Regions from separate parts of the Mus musculus genome. Here region 2 is linked to region 1. Evidence: chromatin contacts called from public HiChIP or PLAC-seq data. All regions are on one chromosome and are shown on one strand. The core of a region is the stretch at or near the end of the contact, and the rest is flanking DNA. Distances in the headings are between cores, read along the strand shown. Region 1 holds the start of Srgap3 (SLIT-ROBO Rho GTPase activating protein 3). Region 2 holds the start of Thumpd3 (THUMP domain containing 3).

The links. HiChIP or PLAC-seq counts read pairs in DNA pulled down with a chosen protein or histone mark.
Region 2: an H3K27ac HiChIP or PLAC-seq map of trophoblast stem cells shows a contact between it and region 1, with 24 read pairs. The contact joins the promoter of Thumpd3 here to the promoter of Srgap3 in region 1. A contact is called at or near these places in 2 of 39 promoter capture datasets (the SN4741 cell line and macrophages), 1 of 484 Hi-C or Micro-C datasets (trophoblast stem cells) and 6 of 115 datasets of contacts at active chromatin or transcription factors (effector CD8 T cells, embryonic stem cells, pancreatic cancer cells and 1 more).

What each region holds. Positions count from the first base shown.
Region 1 is chr6:112,945,723-112,948,615 of GRCm38.p6, reverse strand. It overlaps Srgap3 (SLIT-ROBO Rho GTPase activating protein 3), which reads left to right and starts at 1,350. Exons shown (of 22, transcript NM_080448.4): 1 at 1,350-2,186. The coding sequence starts at 2,120.
Region 2 is chr6:113,044,790-113,047,682 of GRCm38.p6, reverse strand. Thumpd3 (THUMP domain containing 3) reads right to left here and starts at 1,381. Exons shown (of 10, transcript NM_008188.3): 1 at 1,293-1,381; 2 at 1-268. The coding sequence starts at 236. Gm43868 (predicted gene, 43868) reads left to right here and starts at 1,512. Exons shown (of 1, transcript NR_164179.1): 1 at 1,512-2,893.

The sequences.
Region 1 (2,893 bases), core at 101-2,600:
AACCTCCTCTTTCTGTGTCCAGAGCTATAATAAGCCTATGATTCACCAGGTGAACTGCTCAGGCAGCTGCTGTGCATTCCCCAACTGAGCCCTTGGTGCTCACCCACTGATCACTAGGCGGGAGGACCCTGTCTCACTTTACCTACCTCTCCAGACCCGTTCTAGCTGCATACTCTCTTGGGGAGCCCTTAGAGGCTGGTACGGATAACCTGTTCATTTCTAAACCCAAGCCAAATCACATGTTGGGCCATTCCAGAAGGACAAGTGGAAGGTGGTACCTAGTTTGAGAAAGTTATGGAAGTCTCTTTCAGTGAACTCTTGGGGGACAAGACACTCTCATGACAGTTTATTATCAGGCATCCTATGGTACTTGATGCCAGTTTGACCTACCACACTGAACTATTTGAAATGCCAATGAAATTAGGACTCTCTAATGAAATGCTGGAGACTCCTACTGAGTCTTTACTACTGGTGGGTTTTGTTGTCTGGGTTGGAATGCTGGCACCCTGGTAAGTCATTTTCCACTTATATATAATGTAGCCCCTAGGATGCTGGGGTTACCATAGTTGCTACTATTTATAGGGAGCTTACTGTGTACCTAGGTACTGAGCCAAACTGTTTCTGTTCATACTCCATCTCCCAAAAGCTCTTTACATTTGAATCCCCCCGCTCTGTAATATTTTCAATTCTTAGCACTTGTCATTTTTACCCATTCTATCATTCAGCGTGTAGTTAAATTCTGTTGTACTGTCATATGGTGCTTCTTGCCTTTATAACGCCAGTGGGCCCTTTAGTAAGCTTTTTGTATGTATTTGTTGAAATTGTCCATTAAAGAGTCTCCAAAGAGAGCTTATTTTACTGGTAAAGGAACTAAGACGAGGGAGTCAGAATGGCGCTGTCCCACCTTCTCTGAGCCTGAAGGCAGCCCTGTCTGCCAGATCTCTCTGCAAAGCTGAAACCTCTGGCACTGTCCCTGTTATCAAGTAATTCTTTCAAAAATAGTGGCCTCTCCTGCATGCATCAGACTCTGCCAGAGTCTCAGGCAGAGTGACAACTCGTCATATAGTTGCTAGTTTGAGCACGACGCAAAGAAAAGAATCTTTCTGTGTTTGTTAGAAAATCTCCAGCCTAACTACTACTAGCTCGAGTTTGCAGGAGCCTCCCAGGCCTTCCCAACCTGATTTCCCCCTCCTGCCGCCTTCCCTTTTGTGAGCGTTTCTTCCCCTTTTTGCTTGCAGCTAGTTCAGCTCTCCTGTAGGCTACAATGTGTCAGTTGTTATAAAATCCGGGAGGCGGAGTCTAGTGACGAGGGCGGTGGGGGAGAGCTCAGCCAGCCCTGCAGGGTGAGCAGTCCAGCCCTGGGTCCAGCGGAGCTAAAACGCTACAGCCGGGAAAACTTCCACCTCCCTCTCCTGGTTTTGATCCTCACCGTCCAGCAGACCCGAGGCGCCGATCGACCGGAGGGAGGATGAGAGATGACCGGTCCTTTGGCAACCTGACCATTTCCTTAGCAGAGCCTTCCAAAGCGAACCGGAGACTGGCCACACGACCCAGGAGGCGCCGCGCCTCTTGTGGATGTGTGTGTATGAGTGAGCAAGCGGGTGTGTGTGTGTGAGTGAGGGTGTGTGTGTGTATGCGTGTGTGTGTGTGTGTGCGCGCGTGTGTGTATGCGCGCGCTTGTGGTGTGGATGGGTGTGTGCACAGCACAATTGCGTGGAAGCGTGTCTGGGTGAGCGTGTGTGTGCACTCGTGAATGTGTTTGTGTGTGTGTGTGTACGTGTGTGTGTGTGTTTGTGTGTGCTCTTGGCTGCTATTATTATTATTTTGGAAGAAAAATCCTGGAAATCTGGGGCAGGTTATGGTACTCCCAGGGTGACTTCTTTTGCAAGAGGAGCTGACCAGAGCAAGCCACTAGAGCCATTTCCCTGCCAGCAGAGAGCATTTTCCTCCCAGAAGAAGGATTTCAACCCCGGGGCTCTGTAGCCAAGTAAAAGAGATTAGCCCTTGAAACCTGTGAAATCGACCATTGCTGTGTGATTACCCAGGCTTGGGAGAGGACTTGGAGAGAGAAGGAGAAATAGATCAAACAGCCTGTCAGTTCTCTTTGCCACGTCGGAAGATGTCATCTCAAACTAAGTTCAAGAAAGACAAAGAGATCATTGCTGAATATGAAGCCCAAATAAAAGGTGAGTGGTGGGGCCGAGGGACTTTGCCTTCTCTCCGTCCCCTTGTCTCTCCCTCTGCTGTCTCTTCCTTCGCCTCCCTGCCTTCTTGAGAAGTTGCTATGCAGCAATAATCTTATTGTAAGGAGGAAGGACCGGGTGCTGGCTGCACAAGTCCAGACTGGCTCCCACTGCAGATAGTGCCTGGGCTGGGAGCGTGAATTACAGAAAGGGCAGAAATCTCTGCATTGCAGGTGTGTGAGGAAGGGACTTTAGGAGTGTCGCCGGTACTCCATCATCTTGGCAGTGATATGTCACTCTAAGGCCATTTTGACAGTCAAGGCCTCCTCCCCCTCACTCCCATCGAGAAAGCCCTTTGCTATTTATGTATATATTTTTTGATCTGCTCTCCCCATCCCTTCTTTTGGCTTTTGTGGGTGGTTGTTTTTGCCTCTGCTGCCTTCTCTGGGCTGAAATTCAAATGCATGAGTATGGGCTGCGGGGGGTGGGGGTGGGGTGGGGGGGTGGGGGGGGTGCATCGCATCCTTAAGTAGCCCTTCTTTGTCAGCATTTCTTGCCTGGTCTGAGTTGCCATGGATTAACTGTTATGGGACATATTGATCCAGACTAATGCAGGCATTTAAGCATAAAGAGAGAGTTCTGTGCCGAAAATGTATTATCTTCCAGCGTGCAGCCTGGTCCTTCTGTACACCGGTGTTTCGGGTCATCAG
Region 2 (2,893 bases), core at 132-2,631, 99 kb before region 1:
ATATCAAAATAGATCTTTCCGCGGTCTTTGCTGATTCTGCAGGCCGACTTCAGTTTCTCTCTCACTTCCCCCGCAGCCGTTTGTTCAAAGCCAGTGGGTACAGTGGCTCCAATAGTGACTTGGAGATGCTCCGACTCACTTCTGACGCCGCTTTCTACCAGCGACACAGGCTCTTTGTTGCCATCAAGGTTCATACCCAGGCACTCTCTGGTAGCTTCTTGAGTGTCACAAGACATGATGGAGATGTTTCTAAAAGGACCAACAGTCTCTAGAGGCAATACAGGGAAGAAAAAGGGAAACAATGCCATCTCTTTTTGTATTTCAATGTACCTATCGAGTTAAAACTGTAGTATAAATAAGGGCACGGATTACAGGCAGTGAAACGTGACTAAACAAGCAATATGCAGGCTCATCAGGAGAAAAGACAAGAGTGTTTCCACTGCATGCAGTGCTTGGCTTAGGCTCATCTGTGTTGGTAAGCACCATCTTACATTTGCTAACATGAATAGAGAAGCTCCTCTGTTGCTCTTTCAGCTTAGCACTTCAGGATGTGAGGCTGTAGTGGTTCAGAGTTAAAAATTCTTGCTTCCCACACTCGCGGGTCCAGGAAGCAAGTTACTCCTGCCTAGTTTCGAACTGGAAACTAAATATATCTCTCTTTCCCAAAGACAGAAGATTTTAACGAGAACAACACAATTCTGGACTAATGATCAAAACTTTTAATGTATGGGTGAGGTATCTACTTTCCGCCATGTAGACAAGTGGGCAGTGAATTTATTAAAGATTAACTCAACTTCCACTATCTAAACAATTACAAATATCTGAAAGCCTACTATGTGGTGACGCCGAGATCCAATGACGCGCATGCTGGGGACACCTTGGAAATGTCTGAAGCTAGTAATACAGACGTCCTGTGGGAGTGTTTGTGGAGGTTGAAGGGGCTGGAGTGGTGTTACCGTGATGGAGGGCCCACACCTCCCACCAGCTTTTCAAAAGCGCCGTGGCTTAAGCTAACATCTTCCTTGTCCCTAATGCTGTGCCAACCAAGAACAGGCCACAGAGGTGAACGCGGTTCCACCGTGTCACCGTTCGCCACTGTGAACACAACTCCTACGGACAGTGTGGAGAGCAGAAGGGCTGTTCGGACCGAAGGGCAGTGGCTCTCTCACTCCCACCCTCTGCGAAGCCCAGCGAGAGTCCAGACGCTCAGCCCCAGCACCGACCTATACGAAGCCACCGCCGTCTTCCCCTGCGTCCCACCCACCCGGCCACTCCCAGCCGCGGCCAGTTACCGGCAGCAAGCACAGACCCTTCCGGTCTCCGCACCGCGAGCACGCCGCCGGAAGCCGAGGTGCCAGCCCGGAAACGGAAGTCAGGCCTCGGAGGGCACGGTGCTCCCACGCTCCGGGGTAGGCGGGGGAGTGTGCGCGGAGAGCTGTGCGCAGTTGGGTGCACTCTGACCCGGAAGAGGAAGAACGGCCGGTAGGCCGGTCACCTGCCCGGAGGGAACCACTGCGGAGGGCGCTCTCCTAGCGAGCGGATGCTCGGTTGTTCTACTTCCTCTGCCCTCAGTGTCGAGCACTGGGGTGAGACTGGGACTTGATTCCAGTCTTAAAGCCAGAGAAACCGAGGCTAAAGAGATTCTTCTCCCCCATTCCCGTCTTGCACAACACTCTTTACTTGGAATTTCTTTTTGAGATTGGAGTCTCACTATGTAGCCCTGACTGGCCTGCTCGTTTTGTCGATCGTTCTGTCCTGGAAATCACAGATATCCGCTGTCTCTGCCTCCGGGATGCTAGGACTACAGGTGTGCGCCACCATACCCGGCTTGGATTCTGCAGGGACCGGCAAGCTGTGCTGTAACTAGAGTATAGCCCCTAGCCTAGCCTGCGGTTTTCAGATCATGTTTCTCTATATATGCCAAAGGTTACATTTCCTATATTTTAGTTACATGTATTTCCTGTGTGTGTGGAGGGAGCTTGTGTGCCACACCTGAGGTCAGAGGACAACTTGGCAGAAGTTGCTTCTCTTCCACCACGTGGGTTCCAGTGATCCAGCTCAGCTAATCAGGATGGGTAGCAAGAGCCTTTACCCTCTAAGACGTCTCACCAGCCCCAAATGTAACATTTTAAAAGAGGAAACTTAGAACTCAACAGAAAGAGACAGCCGGATTTTGGGGGGGGGGGGGGAGCGATGGTGGAGAGATGGCTCAGTGATTAAGGCTTGCTTTTCCAGAGAATTCAAATTTGGTACCCAGCACCCACCCACCTCTGGCCGCTCTCAATACCTGTAACTTCAGGGGCTCTGACAGCCAAGTCTGGCTCCAAGGGCATTATGACACTGCATTGCAATCTCTCTCTCTGCCTCTCCCCTCATCCTCACCAATAAATAAATAAATAAATAATAAAAATTGTTTAAAGTTTCAGTGGTGGCAGCAGCAGCTGAGGCATGGAGCCACACTGTCCTTGTCAGCACGGACAATGAGAAAGGTAAAAACCGGATCCTTGCCTTGGATGCATCAAAGAGTTTAGGAGCAGCCAGTATCGTAGAAAGCGGCGTTGTAGTTTAGTAAAAAATAAAAAAGGGGTCTGACAAACGGCCCAGCATGTAAAAGGTGTCTGCCATCAAGCCTGGCCATCTGCATTCTATCCCCAGGACCCACACTGTGGAAGGAGAGAACAAACTCCATGGGTTGCCCCCTGACTTCCACAAGTGTACCGTGAGATCCTCACCTCCATAAATAAATGTTTGGGAGGTGGGGCAGATGGTGGGGCTTACCATCTTTAATCCCCGCACTTGGGAGGCAAGGGCAGTTGAGTCTCTGAGTTTGAGGCCAGCCTGGTCTACAGAATGAGTTCCAGGACAGCCAAGGCTGTCTTAAACAAAAAACAAA